Linked DNA regions of Mus musculus: region 1 is linked to region 2. A link is a contact called in public HiChIP or PLAC-seq data. All regions are on one chromosome and are shown on one strand. The core of a region is the stretch at or near the end of the contact, and the rest is flanking DNA. Distances in the headings are between cores, read along the strand shown.

Region 1 (4,817 bases), core at 1,376-3,875, 390 kb before region 2:
GTGTGTGTGTGTGTGTGTGTGTTGGGGGGGGGGCATTGGAGAACAGGATACAGGTGTCTTAGTGCTACTATTGCTCGGATGAAACACCATGACCAAAGCTATTTGGGGAGGAAAGGGTTTATTTGGCTTACACTTCATCATCAAAGAAAATCAGGACAGGAACTCAAGCAGGGCAGGAACCTGGAGGCAGGAGCTGATGCAGAGGCCATGAGGCCATGGAGGGAGCTGCTTACTGGCTTGCTCAGCTTGCTTTTTTTTTTTCTCCTCTTATTTTTTTTTAATTACGTATTTTCCTCAATTACATTTCCAATGCTATCCCAAAAGCCTCCCACACCCTCCCCACCACTCCCTTACCCACCCATTCCCATTTTTTGGCCCTGGCGTTCCCCTGTACTGGGGCATATAAAGTTTGCCTGTCCAGTGTGCCTCTCTTTCCAGTGATGGCCGACTAGGCCATATTTTGATACATATGCAGCTAGAGTCAAGAGCTCCGGGGTACTGGTTAGTTCATAATGTTGTTACACCTACAGGGTTGCAGATCTCTTTAGCTCCTTGGATACTTTCTCTAGCTCCTCCATTGGGGGCCCTGTGATCCATCCAATAGTTGACTGTGAGCATCCACTTCTGTGTTTGTTAGGCCCCGGCCTAGTCTCACAAGAGACGGCTATATCACGGTCCTTGCACCAAATGCTTGCTAGTGTATGCAATGATGTCATCGTTTGGAGGCTAATTATGGGATGGATCCCTGGATATGGCAGTCTCTTGATGGTCCATCCTTTTGTCTCAGCTCCAAACTTTGTCTCTGTAACTCCTTCCATGGGTGATTGTTTCCATTGTTGGTGGGATTGCAAGCTTGTACAACCACTCTGGAAATCAGTCTGGGGGTTCCTCAGAAAATTGGACATAGTACTACCGGAAGATCCCGAAATACCTCTCCTGGGCATATATCCAGAAGATGTCCCAACCGGTAAGAAGGACACATGCTCAGCTTGCTTTCTTATAGAACTCAGGACCACCAGCCCAGGGATGGCACCACCCACAATGGGCTGTTCCCTCTCCCATCGATCACTAATGAATAAAATGCCCCACAGGCTTGCCTGTAGCCTGATCTTACGGAGGCATTTTCTCAGGTGAGGCTCCCTCTTCTCCAGTGGCTCTAGCTTGTGTCAAGTTGACATGAAACCAGCCAGTATACAACAGGGGTTTCTGACAGATATTTTGTTTTCCTGTGGTGCTGGGGGCAGAACCCAGGGTGATGGATGGGCCAGGCAAGTGCTCTTCCAATGAGCCCCACCCCTGCCCAGGAGTATCTCAACTCCAGCTCACTTACTGATGAAACAGGATGTTGTGTTGTGGACACATGCCCAGGCTCTGCCGTACTACATCCAGGTTGGTTTCAATGTCTTTTCCCCCAATGAGCACAGTTCCTGACGTCGGTGGCAACAGTCCTGTCAGGATGGACCTGCCGAACACAGGGTTAAGTGGCAGAAGAGATGGTTGTTAGAACTCACCAGGGGATGAGGGTAACCCCATACAGGGTCAGAAGGATGCTTGTAGTGACACCTGCCCTATCTCTCTATCAAACTCAAACCTGATGTAGCTGAGGGGCCCAGAACATTTCCACACAGGGTTTACTTAGCACCAGTGCCTTGCTTCAAGTCCTAGTGCCTAGACCACAAGGGCCTTCTTTCTCTACTTTTTATTTCCAAGTGTTCCTGGGCCAGTATCAAGAGCCTCGGGGATTCCCAGACTCAGACACCCCACCCCATCATCACCCAGCCATCATTGCAGCGGTCAGTTGTAGTGCCCACTGGATGGCCACTGTGGTGGTCAGTTGTGGTGCCCATTATGACTGTCTGTCAGAGTGATATTCACGGATGTGGTCAGCTACAGTGTTCACTGTTGTTTTACTCTGTGGTCAGCGGTAGTGTCCACCGTGAAGGTCTGTCATAGTGGTTGCTCCGTGGCTATTGATGTGGCCAGCCATTGTGGCCACTGTCGTAGTCACAGTTGTGGTCAGTTAAAGGGATTTAGGACCCAGCCCCACTGCTTTGCCTGGGCGTGCAGCCCTTGACAGTGGAGAAGCAGGGTTGGTGACTCTCCAAAGCTCAGTTGATGCCAGTGAGAAGCTGGGCAGCCTGTCTGCTGACTGGCTAACACAAACAAATTCGTTTGGGAATTCCAAATGTAAAAATGTGAACAATGTTGTGATTTCTCTTTTCTTTCTTCAATTATACAAAACATGTCTCCCACCTGCTTGGGTAGTTGTCTAAGTTAAGTGAATCGAACATGCTTGAAAAACAAAACAAAACAAAAACAGGCCCCAGCACAAAGTGAAACTTAAAATGTTATGCTATTCCCAGCATTAGGACAGCGCTTGTGTTCCGACCCCAGTGGAAGTTTAGTTTCTGCACTGAGTGAAGTAATGTGTTTGTCTTCTAGAGGTCCTGGGGTCTCGAATGGAGTTTCCTGTCCTCCCACCACGTGAGTTAGCAAGGAGATAGCCTTAGGATGCCACGCCCAGTTCTGTCCCAAGTTCTGATAAAATCGCATGCTATCTGAACCTGTACTTCGAAGCTGAAATGTTGATCAACCACTAGAGGGAAACAGTACCAAGCCCAATGGCACCAGCCCCGCATTCCATTCCCATTGAAAGGCCCGGGAGCACATTCCGGAGCAGGGTGTACACTGCTGTTCCTTCCCGGGGCTCTGCAAGCCAAGGATTTGATGGCTGCTGTCACATGGCTTGTTGACCCCTACCCCTCCTCCACCGGCCCATCGGCCCATCGGAGGTCTGCACCGGAGCCCTGACTGCCTGTTCTCAGCAGGTGGCGCTCGCACCCCTTCCAGAACTAAAGGATGGATGGAGGAGTCCACCCAGAGCCTCAAAGCTTCCTGCCCTTGGCCTTCTGCCAGGCAGCGAGTCTACTTCACTGTTCTCCCTACACTTTCTCAGAAAGGTAGCCATCCCATCAGAGGTCCCACACCAGCACTAAAGCATCCTAATTATTAATTGGTAGGAAACGGAGTGCTACATAAAAATAGCCCGGGGACATGGGCAGCCACGGCTTTTTATCCTCACCGTGGGAGGTGTGTGTGAGTGTATATGTTTCCACCGAAATTCAGTAAGGAAGAACAGAGTGGAGTTATTGGGGAGAGAGAATGAAGCCGGGGAATGATAGGATGGGAGACAGCCTCTCTGGCAGAGAACTCACAAGGTGGTGGTCTTTCCCGCTCCGTTGTGACCCAGGAACGCCGTGATTTGGTTCTCATAGAAAGTGATGTTCAGACGGTCCACAGCTGGCCGGCCACTGGGCTCAAAAACCTTCACCAGGTTCTTCACACACACACCAGGCACCAGCCCTGGAAGCTCGCGTTCAAAAAAGGAGTCTTGGAGGGAAAAACACATTGTAGAAACACCACATGTTAATGACGCCGTGCTTCATGAACACACTGCTTCCTTCAGACCTGTGCTCTGGCTGTAACTTCACCTGCCCATGTGGCTGCAGCTTTGTGAAGAAGATCAAAACAGGAGTAGTCATAGTTGCACTGGCCATAGATTTCACACTTACTGTGAGTTAGGCACTGTTTCCAATGTTTCCCAACAAATCCCTCACTTCACACATATAGTCCTATAGGTAGATATAACTAGGCTCTTTTCAATAGGTTAGAAAGCCCAAGACTGAGAGACATCAAGTGTTCTATCAAGGCTACATGGTGTACAAGTGGCAAGTATGGGCCCAGGGTCCATACCCATCTGAAATAGCTCCTGTCTATTATTGAGTTAACCCCGAGTTCCGTCTTTGCTTCAAGGCTCAGTCTATCGGATCTTCATAGGTTTCTGGCACCAGCCCTGACTCCTCAAGCCAGGACAACCTACTCTTCCTCATCGTAACTCCTTCCTCCCCATGCTCCGTGCCCTTTCCAGTATCAACCAACCTACTCTCCCCCTCCCCGTGACCCCCCACCCCCCACCACAGCATCTTTTCCGAAGTTCACTTATAGAGTCAAGATTACTGTCAGAGTATTAAGTCTAATTAACTAATGGTCCCTTGCTCTGTCCCCAACTCCCGTTGCATTGTCTGCCTGTGTCTCCTGGCCACAACTAAAGCTGAAATGGAACCTTATCATACCACTCTGGGAGGAGGATCTTCTAGAGTTACTTTAGCCTGCAAACCAGCTCTGTGAGGATTCAGGTCTCCAACATCAGCTTTGCAAAGTGGTACCTGAGGGGCGCCTAGAAGCTGGACCCTCTCGTGCCAACATCAGGCTAAATCGGAGTCTGTGTGCCTCTCTAAACCCAAGCCATGCATACAGTCAGGGATGAGAAACATTAGGAGAATTAGTTCAAGAGTGAGGACAAAGCAGCAAAGGCCAGGGAAAGGAGTCTTATGTACCCTGCCCATCAGCCCGGGCGTGATTAGGTAACTTCCACCACCAGGAAAGGCTTTTGATGCTTGCAGTGAATGGGCTCTGGGTTTGTAAACCTTGAGTGAAGTGCAGTCAGCTCTGCTAGGCTCTTTCCCCTTACGGAACTTATTTTTGTCTTTCCTTGTAGCTCATATCCGCTTCAAGTCCCAGTGACCCAAGTCATTGTTCTGACTAAATCCTCGGAAGTCAGCACATTTGTGCGATTCCCTTGGGATTTGCCTAACAAGGGCACAAACACACTACAGACCTGGGATCTGCTTTCTCCAGGAAATATGCACTAATGTCTGGGTTGGACCATTCATTCCCCTCGTGTGCAGCTGGACATGAGATTTAACACCAGTCAAGAAAGGGAGTCAGCTTCCTGGCCTCCTTCATGTTGCTCGTCT
Region 2 (5,322 bases), core at 213-2,712:
TCTCTTTGGATGGTTTGAATAAAATCCCTGTGAGATGTCAAGTATGTTTTGTAAGTAGTTGGATCTGCAGGACAGCTGTGAACTTTTAAAGAAGTTGGGGCTACAGTGCATATTTGGAAGGCATCATAATTTGTTAGATGTTGCAGGCTTAAAGCATGTACACTAGGTGGCGCTTGGCCATGGGCTTGGACCTAATGCCAGAGTAACTGTTATGGAGGGGGGAGGGGGAGGGGGAGGGGGAGGGAGGGAGAGAGAGAGAGAGAGAGAGAGAGAGAGAGAGAGAGAGAGAGAGAGAGAGAGGAATGGAATGGACTTTTCAGCCTCAAAGTCCACCAGCAGCAACAAACTCCAACAAGGCCACACCCACCATGGCCAATCTTTCCCAAATAATGCCACCAGCTGGGAACCATGCACTTGAACATATGAGCCTATGGGGGCCGTTCTCATTCAAACCACCATAGCTGGCTTCTTTCTTTATGCTTGACTTTCATAATACAATGTTAGTTTGGGTATTTCTTTTTAACTACAAAGGACAGAAGGCTTGATCACAGGGAACAGAAAACCCAGCTCCAGCTTGCTAAAATAATTAGTTGGGTTTCCAGTGGTGGGGGCTTTGGGTGAAGTGTATTCCAGGAGTCTGTCACGTCCCCAACTTGTCTTCTCATTTTGCTCTACAGATCATCTGTGTGCAGCACCCAGTCAGAGCATCCTTTTGTGTGTGATTAAGTGAGGGCTCCTGCTATGTTAAACAAATGTGCATACTGGTCATTTGCGGGAGCCTCTCCTTAAATAGGATTGATCCCACTCTATTAAAGCCAAGATTATAATAAAGAAAAAAAGAAACAGCGAGGCAACAGTTGGGGGAAGAGAATGTGTTAAAGAGTACGTGTTAAATCCAGGAGCTCATAGGAAGGGCATTCAGAAATGAGTTTTCCCTAAGGGAGCAAGATGATTGTTTAAGAGAGAGTTGCTCTGACTCAGAGTTCAAAAAGAGTCTCTTACATATATGCCAAACAGTAATTTAAGATGGAAAATGTATCTGTAGAGAGCTTTCGAGTTCTGTTTAGTAATTAATATAGTATGCTTGATAGGCTCCAGCACAGGGAGGGAGACGTTCAGTTCGGCCCACTAGAGGGCAGCAGTTCGGCTGCAGAACCCGTTGTGTTGATTTAGGAGCAGCTGTCTCATGTCCACAACAAGGAGAGAGGGGGCCTGTGTGCAATGGTTAACGCTGGGAGTGGAACCTTCTGATTCCCGCAGCACCGCTACACCGCATCTATAACGACTTCCTCCTGCTCTACCTTGTTACATCCAGACCTGCTTTCAGTCTGCAGATAATTCAAATTCCTTAGATTATGAAGCTAGGGGATTACATAATGCTATAATTATTCCTGGCAGAGGAAGGCAAGGTCAGTCATGAGCTCCTGTAGCCAACTTTGCCCTTCGTGTGCTACACCGAGCTCTTTGTCCTGGATAAGTCATGTGAGCAGGGACTCAAGATAAGGCGTAAGGCCCCTCTCTGAGGACAAGGACACATGCTTGTCCTTTCTCTTTGGGACTCCACCACACACACTGGTCGCTGTGGTATCAAAAGCTGCACTGGTGCCCGCAGCGGGGCAGATGGAGCGCATTTGTTATTGAGTAAACAAAACCGACCAGTTAAGAGGGCCACTGGCAACTCCCCAGCCTTGCACAGAGGGAGGGAAGCAAGAGCAGGTTTGCCTGGCAGCCAGCTCAGAACACCATCATTCAGTTCAGATCTTCTTTCTGCGCAGTGTAGACTTTTGCTGCCTCTGAAGGACTCGCTCCGTTTCTCCGTTTTAGAAGTCACTGAGTCAACTCAGCATGACCGAGTCCTTGTGCTTAGTTTCCTCACATGAGGTCTAACTTGATCCTTCCAATTTTTATCAACAACAACAACAAAATCAAAGGCAGGTCTCTTTTTCTTTGAGCCTCCTCCAAAATGCAAGTGAGTGACTGGGGAGAACCCTAAGTCTGTACTAGATGGTCTCTCTCAGTAGGCTAGGTTTATCAGGCTTAGTCACGTGACTTGCTTGACTGGTGAACCAAAGTATTCGGTGGAAGTGTTAAGACTATGAATTCGAATGAGTCTAAGGGTCAAAGGGCAGGGATTACGAGGGAGGGACTGCAGGGAGGAAAGGGAAGGGGGGAAGTGATGTAATTATAATCAAAAAGTCATTTTTAAAAAGTGGCTTAAACATGGAAGGTGTAGCCGGGCGTGGTGGCACACGCCTTTAATCCCAGCACTGGAGAGGCAGAGGCAGGCGGACTTCTGAGTTCGAGGCCAGCCTGGTCTACAGAGAGAGTTCTAGGACAGCCAGGGCTATACAGAGAGAAACCCTGTCTCGAAAAACTAAAAAAAAAGGAAGGTGTAGCAGCCTGTTTTGCTGTTTTGTTTTGTTTGCCTTGGTATGGTTGTGCTTTGGGGGGGGGGGGGTGTACGCATGTATGTGTGTGTGTGTGTGTGTGTGTGTGTGTGTGTGTGTGCGCGCGTGCATGTGTGTGTGTGTGTGTTCACCTTTGCTCTGATCCAATAGAGACCCCTGCTTTGTTTCGGGCCTTGTAATGAGAAGACACCATTAGGAGCTACCACCTACCAACACTCACAAACACGTAGTCTAAGCGAAAAGTATATATTGTTGTAAGCCACTAAGACTGATAAGGTCAATTGTTACAGCAACGGAGTCACCTAATGTGAAAACCAAGAAGTAAATAATAAGTGGAAGATATAAATGCGATTGTCTCAATTCCCAATCACCTTTATTTATATAAAAGTATATTAAATAAATTATCTCAAAATATACAAATAGAAGCTATATAAATAGAAAATCCCATATACAAAACCTTTAAATTTTATGTAAATATATACAATGTTAACCATAAACATTTCTAAGTACCTTAAATCATAAAACTATATGTAGTTTCTTTGTATAGTAGTCGTATAAAAATAGAGTTGGCTGTCAAATGTTTAAACCCCATCATTGTCAGTTAAAGTGCTAAATTGTAGGAAAGTACAAATCACAAAGATGCCCCAAGCAGAAATATCCTGCATTTAACATGTTTATATGAAAGTTTGCCACTTGCTTTGAACTTCCAAAAGTACCTATTCGAGGGAAAAAACACCCAAATACCGCTTTATAAAAGTACGACTGTTAGAAAAGTCCGCCCAGTTCCCACTTTACTGTTCTACAGCCTATGAAATCAACTTCTCAAAGATTTTCCAAAAGCCCACCCAGGTTATATGAAAGGCATCTGTCCACTGGCTTTGCCTGGGTGACCTAGTGTCTTCCTGAGTGTAGACCATACAATCTAAAGCATTTGTGCAAAAGGCGCTGTAGTGTTAACCAGTTTGTACCGTTTCAGTTCGTCCTAACGTGACAAATGCTAGTGTTGGAATCAAAGCGTTAGCTGGAGTAACAGGCCATGAAGGCAGCCTCTCTGAGCTAGGATCGGCAGGCTCCACGCTCCATGTTGCACAGTTCCCATCAGAGCTCTCCGCAACAGTGCCGTGCAGGCAGTGTGAGCGTTAGCGGCTTCAGCCTTTCCTCTATGCCAAGCGCGACGGGGTGTTCTTCCCTTTCTGTCCCGCTCGGTTCTTTCTGCGCTTGCACAGAGATATGGACAGGAGGATGATAAAGATGGTGGCCAGGAGCACCACTGCTCCCACAATGATGAGTGTTTCTGAAAAGCAAAAACAGACAAACAAACAAACAAAAAAATAAATCAAAGATGTAAAGTCAACATGGAGGCTCGAACGCCACTTGCCGGTGGGCGTGACCCCAAATCATACCGTCCCGCCTTTTTGAAACCCGACATTTATTTCTTCCACTCTTTCTCTCATTCTTTGATTAAGAATTTATCTGACCTCATACGCTTGAGAGAAACTGACAGTGGCTACAGCATTAAATGAGCTACCCAAGGTTCCTGGACTAGAAAGGAGCCACGGGAGATGGATGGAAGAACACATGTTGGAAATGTAGTCCAAAAAACGACCCTGAGTTTGGTGGCAGAGATTATAACAGAAGATAAATGGGAAAGACAGAGAAGGAGGGGGCACAGTGCTGATGGTGGAGACGAAGAGACAGTAGTTGGCTGGGGTAGTCAGTACCCCAGAGGATCTATTGGGTTAAGAGATGAAGCAGGGAAACAGGCAGAGCCTGGGGCATCAGAACTAGATAGTGTAGGGCTTAGGGAAGGGAATAGTGAGGCTTGTGGCTAAGGAGCTGGCTAGCCCAGAGTGGGAATGGGCTCCAATGGAAAGAGAACTTTCTGTTAACAGAGGCAAGAAGGCAGAATACTTAAACATATTATTGCATTTAAAAAAGTTATTTTTAGGCCAGCATACAAAGTAATGTGTTTAATTATGGTATTTTTTATGAAGAACATGCAATTAGACTTTGTTCTCATTCATTCCTGGCCCCCATGCCCCTTGGTCTCTTTCTGGTTTCTTTCCCTAGATAGTTCCTCCATCCCCCGCCTCTTTTCAGTACTTCTATTTTATTAACCCTTCCCCTTTACATTTCTTCCTTCTCTCCCATGGTCTCCTTTCTAGTTTCATGACCCCACTACATACATATATAAATACATACATGTACATACATTTAATCTAGCTTTCCACATATAAGAGGAAGATGTGGCATTTGTCTTCCCGAGTCTGGCCTAGTTGGCATAATGACTTGAAGCTCTAACAGAGCCAGGCCATAGCTACTGCCCCCTTAGTCGTCTCCTCTGACAGCAGAGCCCCTTCTCTGTGGGGCCCAGAGCTTTTAGTCACAACACTGAATACCCAGAGAGTGTATTCATGCACACACACACACACACACACACACACACACACACACACACACAGCTCCTGTACCAACAGTCCATCATAGGTGCACTGAAATATCTGCCATTCCAGAAACTAGCTGGTCCAGAAACTACTCCTCCCCTGGGCCCAGGCCCCTCAGATCATGTCAGTAGGAAAAACAGGCAGAGAAGGCTGTGACTTGGTACCTAAGTTCTAAAGTCTGTAATCTGCATGCTCAGTACCCTATAGAACCTGGCCCATTGCAAGTGCCCAGGGAAGTGACCAAGGGAACAATGTGAAATCATTCCTAAATGCCCCCAAAGAGAATGAAGAATCCAAAAAGACATTCTAAGACACCCTAAGCTCATTTCTGAATGTTTGAAACTAAGAGATACATGTTGGCTTTGATGTGGGGGCAGCCGAGCCTCCCAGGGCACTGACAGCCATGGCCACTCACCTCCCAGGAAACTCTTCCATTGCTCGGTGCACACTGTACTGCTTCCTGGGCTATT

The links. HiChIP or PLAC-seq counts read pairs in DNA pulled down with a chosen protein or histone mark.
Region 1: a contact with region 2 is called in a FOXA1 HiChIP or PLAC-seq map of pancreatic cancer cells. The contact joins two enhancer-like sites. A contact is called at or near these places in 2 of 39 promoter capture datasets (embryonic stem cells and stem cell-derived epiblast-like cells) and 2 of 115 datasets of contacts at active chromatin or transcription factors (extraembryonic endoderm stem cells and pancreatic cancer cells).

Annotation. Positions count from the first base shown.
Region 1 is chr3:122,120,204-122,125,020 of GRCm38.p6, reverse strand. It overlaps Abca4 (ATP-binding cassette, sub-family A (ABC1), member 4), which reads right to left. Exons shown (of 50, transcript NM_007378.1): 19 at 3,216-3,390; 20 at 1,331-1,462. All of the region lies in intron 2 of Gm40138 (a long non-coding RNA gene), which reads left to right. Among named protein-coding and RNA genes, the nearest start is that of Gm40138, 3.8 kb to the left of the region's middle. Within about 2 kb of position 2,625, at least 175 of the 459 cell types and tissues checked have an H3K27ac peak or open chromatin away from gene starts, as enhancers often do. A contact at or near this core is called in pancreatic cancer cells, where this site is marked.
Region 2 is chr3:121,732,486-121,737,807 of GRCm38.p6, reverse strand. It overlaps F3 (coagulation factor III), which reads right to left. Exons shown (of 6, transcript NM_010171.3): 5 at 5,268-5,322; 6 at 2,756-3,702. The coding sequence ends at 3,569. Among named protein-coding and RNA genes, the nearest start is that of F3, 12 kb to the right of the region's middle. Within about 2 kb of position 1,462, at least 126 of the 459 cell types and tissues checked have an H3K27ac peak or open chromatin away from gene starts, as enhancers often do. A contact at or near this core is called in pancreatic cancer cells, where this site is marked.